Regions from separate parts of the Mus musculus genome. Here region 1 is linked to region 2. A link is a contact called in public HiChIP or PLAC-seq data. All regions are on one chromosome and are shown on one strand. The core of a region is the stretch at or near the end of the contact, and the rest is flanking DNA. Distances in the headings are between cores, read along the strand shown.

What was found. HiChIP or PLAC-seq counts read pairs in DNA pulled down with a chosen protein or histone mark.
Region 1: an HNF4G HiChIP or PLAC-seq map of pancreatic cancer cells shows a contact between it and region 2. The contact joins the enhancer-like site here to the promoter of Ryr1 in region 2. A contact is called at or near these places in 3 of 115 datasets of contacts at active chromatin or transcription factors (bone marrow-derived macrophages, embryonic stem cells and pancreatic cancer cells) and 3 of 9 other capture datasets (adipose tissue, liver and pancreatic islet).

Annotation. Positions count from the first base shown.
Region 1 is chr7:29,003,967-29,009,295 of GRCm38.p6, reverse strand. It overlaps Ryr1 (ryanodine receptor 1, skeletal muscle), which reads left to right. Exons shown (of 106, transcript NM_009109.2): 100 at 95-241; 101 at 778-912; 102 at 3,645-3,801; 103 at 4,449-4,513; 104 at 4,771-4,871. Among named protein-coding and RNA genes, the nearest start is that of Gm38979, 23 kb to the left of the region's middle. Within about 2 kb of position 1,520, at least 92 of the 459 cell types and tissues checked have an H3K27ac peak or open chromatin away from gene starts, as enhancers often do. A contact at or near this core is called in adipose tissue, bone marrow-derived macrophages and pancreatic cancer cells, where this site is marked.
Region 2 is chr7:29,123,248-29,128,206 of GRCm38.p6, reverse strand. Ryr1 (ryanodine receptor 1, skeletal muscle) reads left to right here and starts at 3,056. Exons shown (of 106, transcript NM_009109.2): 1 at 3,056-3,242. The coding sequence starts at 3,192.

The sequences.
Region 1 (5,329 bases), core at 271-2,770, 120 kb after region 2:
GGAGCAGATAGATACTCCCCTAGGCAGAGACTGCGTCTGCCCTTGCTCTGAGGCATCTTCGCATGTTTCCTGACTCTGACCCGTTTATATTCAGTCTTTCCTGTATCTGGGCTGGTACATGGTGATGTCCCTCCTGGGGCACTACAATAACTTCTTCTTTGCTGCCCACCTCCTGGACATCGCCATGGGAGTCAAGACGCTCCGCACCATCCTTTCATCTGTCACTCACAATGGAAAGCAGGTGTGGAGAGGACCTGGCAGGGGCCTGCGTGGAGGTGTGGGAGTGGCAGAGGGAGAGGGGTGGTGATCAAGAGATACTGGGGAAGTGGGCATGATAGCTGTGTTTGTGGGAACAAGGAAGTGAGGGCGGAGTCATCTTTGAGGGGCGGGGGTAAAGAGGTGTCTTAGAGTGGTGGGAGGGGAGGGGCTTCCCGAGAGGGGAGAGGCGTGGTAATCTGAAAAGGTCTGAGCCAAGATTAGAACATTCTTTGGTTTGTTCTTGTGCGTTGTGGGGAGGTTATTTCAGACGCTCCAGTCTATGTAGCCCTGAGTGTTCTGGAACTCACTGTTTAGACCAGGCTGGCCTTGAACTCAGAGATCTGCTTGCCTCTTCCTCCCGACTGTTGGGATTAAAGGCATGCACCACCACAACAGGCCTAGGGCATTCTGGGAGAGGGCAGAATGGAGCGTGGAAGAGGCTCCAGAATCCAAAGGGTCAGAGAATTGAGGGCCCTATCTAGAAGGACCTAGAGCTGACGAGTGCTCACCTGTCCCCAGCTGGTGATGACCGTAGGGCTCCTGGCCGTAGTGGTCTACTTGTATACAGTGGTGGCCTTCAACTTCTTCCGCAAATTCTACAACAAGAGCGAAGATGAGGACGAGCCTGACATGAAGTGTGATGACATGATGACGGTGAGCCCTTCCCCCATGCCCGTTCGCAAGTTACTAAATAGCTTCATTAGAGTTACTGTTGCTGTGGTGAAACAACTGGCCAAGAGCAGCTTAAGCAGGAACAGGTTTGTTTCACAGTTCCATCCAACAGTTTATCCCCCAAAGCAGTAAGGGTCGCAACTCAAGCAGGGCTGGAACATGGAGGAAGGAGCTGATGCAGAGGCCATGGAAGGGTGCTGCTTACTGGCTTGCTCCTCGTGGCTTTCTCAGCCTGCTCTCTCATAGAACCCAGGACCTCCAGCCCAGAAGTGGCCCCATCCACAATGGACTGAGCCCTTCCCCCATCAATTACTACTTAAGAAAATGAAGAGGAAAAAAAAAAAAGAAGCTGGGTGTGGGTGTGGTGGCTCATGCATTTAACCCAGAACTGGGGTGTCAGAGGCACGTGGATCTCTGTGAGTTCCTCACCAGCCAGGGCTACACAGCAAGACCTTATCTCAAAACAAGACAAAAGTGCCTTCAGATCGTTGGTGGCATGGCTGTAGCTGGGCCATGGAGCTGAGGCTCGCAGGATCATCCACAGCAGCTGTGGGCATTGCTGTTGGAAAGGCAACTTTCTGTACTCCCTGAGTGGGATGACTCAGAGCAAACAACTCGCCTACTCCCTCTGGCCTGGCCACCTGGGACTTCCCAGAGCTACCGCAGGAAGGCCCAAAAGGAAGATGTGGGATGGTGGTGGTCCACATCTTTAATCTCAGCACTTGGGAAGGCAGAGGAAGGCAGATGGATCTCTGAGTTCCAGGACAGCCAGGGCTACACAGAGAAACCCTGGCTCAGAACTAACCCCTCACCCCCTGCCAACAAAAAAAGACACAACAAAACGAAAAATCAGAGATCTGGCCCTACCTGAGTCTAACCACAGTCCTTATTGCTTCTAATTTTTGGCTTCCTGGTCCTTTTTCAGTTCCTCTAGGACCACATGTTTCCTTCCACTTCTGCTCTTCTGCATTGACCTTTCTCTGCCCTGTACCAAGCCTAACAGCCACACCCCTTCGCCTGACATCTTACTTTCCAAATTAAATGCTGCCTACCAATACTTGGGCCCGGGCATCAACATAATCGGTCACTTCTTCATCTCCCTCCTTGTCTTTGTTCATAGTAGCTTCTTTCTTCAGCCCCACCAAACTTATTTCAGTTCCTCATGAAAGCAAAAAGCAGTTTCTCTCTCTCTCTCTCTCTCTCTCTCTCTCTCTCTCTCTCTCTCTCTCTCCATATATGGTTTTTGCTTACATGTATGTCTGAGTTACAGACAGTTACAACCACATGGCCACATGGTGTGTCTGGGAATTGAACCTGGGTCCTTTGGTAGAGGAGCTGATCCAACTATCTAGTCTCCTACCTCTCAAAATAAAATAAAATAAACTTTGGTCCATGTGTGATTAGGTTGGAGCCCAGGGCCTTGATACACACCCAGGCCTCTCCCAGCGAATCCTCTCTTCCCCATTGGTGGTGTACCATGTGGTTTTGAGTACCTGGAACATTCTCTCCCATCACCCATCACCCATTCTGGTAACACCTCCTTCGGGTTCCAGCTTGGAGACTCTTCCCCCTCCCGCATGAAGCCATTCTGGTCTCAGCTCTGAGGCTAGGCATGCATCCTGGAGCTTGTAAGAGTTCTTGCACTTTCTTCAGCTCCTAGTAATGACAGTGTTCCTCCCTGATCCCTCTCTCCCCGTCACCTCACACTAACTTTCTGGTCCTTCCAATTCTCAACATAGTCAAGGTTGCCCTTGAACTTGTGATCCTCCAGCCTCTCCCTGAGATGCCAGCCATGTGACACCATCCTGTTTTAGGTGATGCTGGGGATCATGTCCAGGGCCTCATGCATACCAGATGAGCACCCCATCTGGATACAACTGGGGTTCACCTCCAGCTCCGACCCTTGCATTAGTCACATTTCTACCCAATGTGACCAGCAAAGGCAACTTGGGAAGAGGGATTGTTCTGACCCTACTTTGAGAATACAGTCCACCGTGGCGGCAAGAGCACAAGGTGGCTGGTCACTGTAATCCCCAGTCAGAAAGCCGTTCGAGAAGAATGCCTTTGTAGGGAGAATCTCTTGTGTACTGTGTGGAAACATCTGTCAATCAAAAGCCAATGACCTACAAGCTGAGGCAGGAAGTAGGAGGTGGGAGTTCCAGCAGGGAGAGAGGAACTGTGGGATAGCATCAGGCACAGGAAGAGATTCTCCTGGAACTCTGAGGAGACAGACACCTGAAGCCAAGGAGAGGTAGCTAGCCATGTGGTACTCAGAATAGAATAAATGTGTTAAGTAAGTTATGAGCTAGTCAGGGAAGAAGCCCAAGTGTATGGCCTAGGCATTTATTCATGAATAATTAAGTCTCATAGTCATTATTTTAGAAACTTGCTTTTTTTTTTTTTTTAATTCATTCTGGGACTCCAAACCCACACTGGGGCCACATTCAGGCTAGGTCTTCCTGTCTCAATAACCCGATCTAGAAACTTCCTCATGGACGTGTCCAGAAGTGTGTCTTCTAGTTGAGTCTAGATCCTGTCAGATGATGATCTGAACAATCGCGAGCCCATGCCTTCCTGTGACAGCCATGACACTACCCAGCTGTGAGAGGCAAGGCCCAGGGTTCTCTGCCACTGCTCTGTCTCCAGGCCCACCTAGTCCAGGCTTCCGGTAGGTGCTGTGGCTGTTAACTGGGCGGCCTGCCCCTTCTCCCCAGTGCTACCTGTTCCACATGTATGTGGGCGTCCGGGCCGGTGGAGGGATCGGGGACGAGATCGAGGACCCGGCCGGCGATGAATATGAACTTTACCGGGTCGTCTTCGACATCACCTTTTTCTTCTTCGTTATCGTCATTCTGCTGGCTATCATTCAGGGTCAGTGCTGGCTGGGGGGTGGGGGGGAGGGGTGCATAGTCCCTAGAGGCTGGCTAGCTCGATGGTTAGCTCCCTGGCTTAGCCCCTCCTTACTGTGAGACCTGAGACAGGTGGTCTCTCTGAGCTTTGGTTTCTCCATCTGAAAAATGGAGGAGTTGAAACAAGGCACCACAGCTGGGCAGTGGTGGCGCACGCCTTTAATTTCAGCACTCAGGAGGCAGAGGCAAGTGGTTCTCTGAGTTTGAGGCCAGCCTGGTCTACAGAGTGAGTTCCAGGTCAGCTGGGGCTACACAGAGAAACCCTGTCTCGAAAAACAAACAAACAAAAAACAACCCCCCCAAAACAACAGCAACAACAACAAAAAAAAAATCCCAGGTACCAGAGACCTACCATAAGCTTGAGGCCAACCTGGTCTCTGTTCCAGGCCAGCTGAAGCTACATAGGGAAAAAATAACTAGGGTGTTACTGGTACTAAGCTCAGAGACTGCCAGGAAGATTAAGCCCTGCATTGCTTTGAAGTGTGTGTCTATCCTAAGTACTCAGTAAACACCTGCTTCTCCTCTTCTTGGGAAGTGTGATAAGAGTAAGAAACACGGCCCAGAGGTACTCGGTGAACCTGGGTCTTGACCTATGTCCTGCCACCTCAGGTCTGATTATTGATGCTTTTGGGGAGCTCCGAGACCAACAAGAGCAAGTGAAGGAAGACATGGAGGTGCGTTGTGCCCAAGAGTGAATCTAAGGAATTATGGGATACATAGGGACAAATAATTGGGGATATTACTGGTACTAACCTCAGAGCTTGCCAGGGAGATTAAGCCACACATTCCTTTGAAGTACTCAATAAACACCTGCTTCTATTCTGCTTGGGAAGTGCGGTGAGGTTAGGAAACGCATGGGAGCAAGGCAAGGCCCAGAGGTACTAGATGTCACCGAGCCTTCCTTGACTCTGACATCTTCCGTTGTCCTCAGACCAAGTGCTTCATCTGTGGAATAGGCAGTGACTACTTCGACACAACCCCACATGGGTTTGAGACCCACACTCTAGAAGAGCACAACCTAGCCAATTACATGTGAGTGTGGGAAGTGATGGGTGATCAGAGGGTGGGAGTGAGCCTGTTGATAGCCAGGGCAGGACCGCTGAGCCTGGGCCAGCTGCAGAAAAGGATGTGGGTGTCCGTGTGGGTAGGGTTTAGACAATCAGAAATCAAGCATCACTGTGGCTCTGTGAAAAAGTGAAATCCCCTAGTGAGGGGATGGGGGCGTGGCTCAGTGGTAGAGCCCCTGCCTAGAATCCCCCAGTGAGGGGCTGGGGGCGTGGCTCAGTGGTAGAGCCCCTGCCTAGAATCCCCCAGTGAGGGGCTGGGGGCGTGGCTCAGTGGTAGAGCCCCTGCCTAGAATCCTCCAGTGAGGGGCTGGGGGCGTGGCTCAGTGGTAGAGCCCCTGCCTAGAATCCTCCAGTGAGGGGCTGGGGGCGTGGCTCAGTGGTAGAGCCCCTGCCTAGAATCCCCCAGTGAGGGGCTGGGGGCGT
Region 2 (4,959 bases), core at 1,807-4,306:
AATCAAACTCATGTCCTCTGCAAGAGCAGCAGGTGTTCTTAACCCCTGAGCCATCTCTCCATTACAAACATTTATTACATTACAACTTCTTCTTCTTCTTCTTCTTCTTCTTCTTCTTCTTCTTCTTCTTCTTCTTCTTCTTCTTCTTCTTCTTCTTTGTTTTTGTTTTTGTTTTTGTTTTTGTTTTTTTTGAGACAGGGTTTCTTTGTGTAGCCCTGGCTGTCCTGGAACTCCTCTGTAGACCAGGCTGGCCTCAAACTCAGAAATCTGCCTGCCTCTGCCTCCTGAGTGCTGAGATTAAAGGCGTGTGCCACCATGCCTGGATTACAACATTTATTTTGTGTGTGTATGTATGTGTGTATGTGTATGTATGTGTGTGTGTATATATATATACACACACACACACACATACATATATGTGTGTGTGTGTGTATGTGTGTATGTCTCTGTGTATGTGTGTGTATAAGTGTATGTGCATGTGTGTGTGCATGCATGTGTCTGTGTGTGTGCATTTGTTCATGTGTGTATGTATGTATGCCTGTGTGTATGTCTGCATGTGTATGTGTGTGTGCATGTGTGTATGTATGTATGTGTATATGTGTATGCATGTGTGTGCATGTGTGTTCTTGTGTGTGTATGCATGCATGTGTATGTGTATGCATGTGTGTATGTATGTGTGTATGTGTGTGTGTGTATATGTATGTGTGTATATGTGTATGTGTGTGTGAATGTGTATATGTATGTGTGTATATGTGTATGTGTGTGCATGTGTGCATATGTATATGTATGTGTGTATGTGTGTGTGCATACGTGCATGTGTGTATGTATGTGTGTATACGTGTATGTGTGTGTGTGTGCATGCATGTGTGTGTAGGTTGCCCACACCACCATGGCTGGCATGTGAAGTAAGGGGTCATCATACAGAACTTTTTCCATTGCATTATTTGGGTCGCTGGGATCAAGTTCAGATCTTCATCAGGCTTGGGGGCAAGCAGCCTGCCAGCTGAGTCATCATATTGTCCTTTATTTATTTTACTTTATTTTTTCAGACAGTTGATGATACATAGCTCTGTCTAGCCTGGAACTCACTCTGTAGACCAAACTGGCCTCAAACTCACCAAACTCTGTCTGCTTCTGCCTCCCACTATCCGCATGCACCTCCTGGCTCTTTATTTGTTTGTTTGTTTGTTTGTTTGTTTTTTGAGACAGAAATTCATGTAATGCAGGTGGTTGGCCTGGAATGTACTATGTAGCCAAGGCTGGCCTTCAATTTCTGTTCCTTCTACCTTTACCTCCTAAAGTGTGCCTCCACATGGCTAAATTAGAAAATCATATGCAGATATGGAGGTGTGGAACCCTATCTTTAGGTCTAGATCCCCAGCTCAGCCTCTGTGACATTGTGTAAGGTGCCTGACTCCATCTCCCAAAGGCAGCTCTTCACATCTGCAGACTTGGCACTGTGAGAGTGGGGAAATTGTGCCCCCTAAAGGTTACCCTGGGGACTACAGGGCATTTAGGAGATCTCCGCAGGGGCCACGTGCTTTTATTTTCTGCTGGCTGTTAAGCATGCCAATAATAGCATGGTTGTGAGAAACTAGTGGTAATAAAAAGATCTTAGCTCACACCTGAACTGCAACAGGTGGGTAAGAGACATCAGTCAGGACTACTTCAAAAGGCAGGTTTTAGCTGGGGGCTCGGGGGTGGGGTGGGGTGGGGTGGGGTGGGGTGGGGTGGGGTAGGGTGGGGTGGGGTGACGCATTTGTTTAACCTCAGTGCTGGGAGGCAGAGGCCTGGGATGTTTGCGAGTTCAAGGTCAGGCTGGTGTTTTCTCTCCCCCCTCCCACACCCATGCCCCTGCCCCCCAGTTTTGAGACAGGGTATCAGGTAGCACAGGCTGGCCTCCAGCTAGGGAGCTGAGGTTGACTTTGAGTTTCTGATCCTTTCTGCTTGCTGGAATTACAGACTCACATGGCCACTCCCAGTTTATGGATGGAACCCGGGGCTTTGTGACAGCTAGATAAACATTATATCGACTAGGGCATGCCTGCAGCCCTGTTTTTGTCTCTGTTTTGATACAGGGTCTTTTTTTTTTTTTTCTTCCTTTTCTTTATTTACATTTCAAAAATTTTCCCTGTTCCAGATCTCCCCTTCGGAAACCCTCTATCCCATCCCCCCTCCTCTTGCTTCTATGGGGGTGCTCCCCCATCCACCCTCCCACTCCTGTCTTCCCACCATAGCATTCTCCTATACTGGGGCATCCATTGAACACCCTTAGGCCCAAGTGCCACTCCTCCCACTGATGTGCAACAAGGCCATCCTCTGCCACATATGCGGCCGGAGCCATGGGTCCCTCCATGTGTATTCTTTTGTTGGTGGTCCAGTCCCCCGGAGTTCCAGGGGGTCTGGCTGGTTGACACTGAGATAGGCTCTTATTATGCGGTCCCAACTCCAGATTTACAATCCTCTTGCCTCAATCTCTTCAGAGCTTGGATGATAAGCCATACCACTCTGTCTGGTACTAAGTGATTTTTTTTTTAATGTTAGGGGATGTGGTGTGCATCCAAGCTACAACTGTGTGATTCTGCAGCAAGGGTGAAGCTCAGTTTAGCCATTAAGAAAGGGATGGAACTAGGCTGAGGGTGTAGCCCAATGGTAGAATGCTTGCCTGGCATGCAAGTGATCTAGGGTTTGAACCACGGCATTACATAAATCAGATGGGGCCAGAGGTTCAAGATCACTCTTGACTACATGTGGAGTTTAAGGCCATTCTGAAGTACATGACACTCGGAGGGGGAGGGGAAGGGGAGGGAGAGAGGAAGGGGTAAAGGGAGAGCCAGCCAAACAAATATATACATGATATCTCACTGTGACCATGGCCACTCAGCTACTTTCTAGACACCCAGTTCACTGGAGAGAACGAACACCTTCCACCAAGAGTTTGTGCTGTGGGCGGGGTTCTGAACAGGGGCGTAGCTTGTCCCATGCTTGCCCAATGGGTGTGCGGTGGGGCGGGGACCTTCTCTCATTGTGTCCCGCACAGGGCATGCTTCCTGCAGTTCCATCTCCCTCGCGGGTGCCTCTGGCTTCCCTAGAGGTCTCCGACCCCAGCCCGCCCTCAGGTTCCCCGCCAAGCCTGCAGCCCCCTCTCGCCATCCTCAGACCCTAGCCCGGGACACCCGGGGATTGCCATCATGGGTGATGGAGGAGGTGAAGGCGAGGACGAGGTCCAGTTTTTGCGGACGGTACGTTTTTGTCTGGGTCCGGAGGTCTTGGGTGATTTCTTGCTTACTTTTCTGAGAGTCTCTCTGTCTCTTCCCTGCTTGCTGGTGGTCTCTGAAATCCGAGGTCACTTTGTCTTTCCGTTTTTTCTCATCACCTTTTCGACCACGGAGAATTAGCAGGATTTAGGAGGACCGAGTGGGCAGGAGAGGGTGGGATCCTCAGACGCCCTCTCCTGACATAAGAGATTTGGGGTCATTGAGGAAGCACCCCGCCTCCTGCCGTTCTGGAAGCAGGCACTTGAGGAAGGTGGTTCTAATTCTTGGGCTTAATTTAGCTGTCCTCCACCGCCACCCCAGCCCTCATTCCCTTCTTGCTCCAGGCTCTGACCTATTTAAATTCTTGGGAAGGGGGCTGGGGTGGGCTGGACAACACCTTTCTTTTCAACTCCTAGTCTTTGGCCGTCTCCTTGGGGGTCTCTTGGAGCTTCAATGTACTTTTCCCCTCGGTTTTGGCGAGGAGGATTTAACTATGTCAGCTAATGGCCTCTGAGGGTACCTGGGTGATGAAGTCTTTCTCAGCTCCTTGGTATATCTTATGTCTGAGTCTCTGTCTCTTGGCCCTTGGCTTCAGCCTTCTGCGTGTGGCTGTCCCTCTGATCCTGTCTCTCTGAATCTCAGATCTCCAGCTGGGGGCAGGGATGGGACTTGGGACAACAGGTGTCTCTCCCAGAATAGCCCTCTTTTCTGGGCTCTGGGTAGGGGACAGGGAGGGGACAAGAGGGGGAGGGGCTGCCTTTTTCTTAGTCCTTCCCACCATATCCTCCCATGGGCTGAGATGGGGGTTGGATATGGGAGATGGTCTCTGTTGGGGCCAGGTCTGCTGACCCTGCACTCTCTCCCCCCCAACCCCCCACCCCCGAGGTCCTGGGTCCACACAGAAATGCTGACGCAGCATTCCTGACCCAGAATAGGACCCTGGTAGGCTGGGTCCGGTTTCTTGGGAGGGAGGAACAAACAGCTGGGGCTGGTAATGAAGGATGGGGACAGCTGGACTGTGAAGCCACTGGAGGAGGGCCTCTCCCCAGCCCCAGCCCCTTAGCCTACACCATGGCTTTCCATTGCCCTAGTAAGCCAATGGCTGTGGCTCCCAGCTGCTGAGCAGTCACTGCACCAGGCCCCGTGCCCAGGGCCTCAGCCTCCTGAGGTGTCTAATTATATTCTCATTGCCCTATCTTCTGAGGTAGGGCCCTATCTTTATCTCCCAGGGAGATTTGAGGGAAACCAAGCCCCATGTGGTAGACTTGCCCAAGGTCAAGGCCAGGAAGTGGCCTCCCTGAGTGCCCTGGGAGGCCAAGGTTTGCTTTCAAAAGAGGAAATCTGGACCAGGCTTGCTAGGGTAGCCAGTGTCAGGGGGTCAAAGGCCCCAGGATGGGTCTGCTTGCCTCAATGTTACTGGGGTTGTGTGGTACTTTCTTCCAAAAACCAACCAACCAAACAACCAAACAACCAAAAAAACCCCTCGTTTACATCATATCCCCCCCCTATAAGAAAGAATCTGTATAGCAACCCAGGGCGTGGCTTATGTATTTATTGGTATTATTAAACAAACAAACAAACAAACAAACAAAAATTCCAACTTTAAAGCAGGTTGTGGTGGTATAGATCCATGATTCCAGTGCTGGGCCAGCCTGGGCAATGTTGTAAGTTCAAGAGCAGCCTAAGTTACCTAGGAAAACTT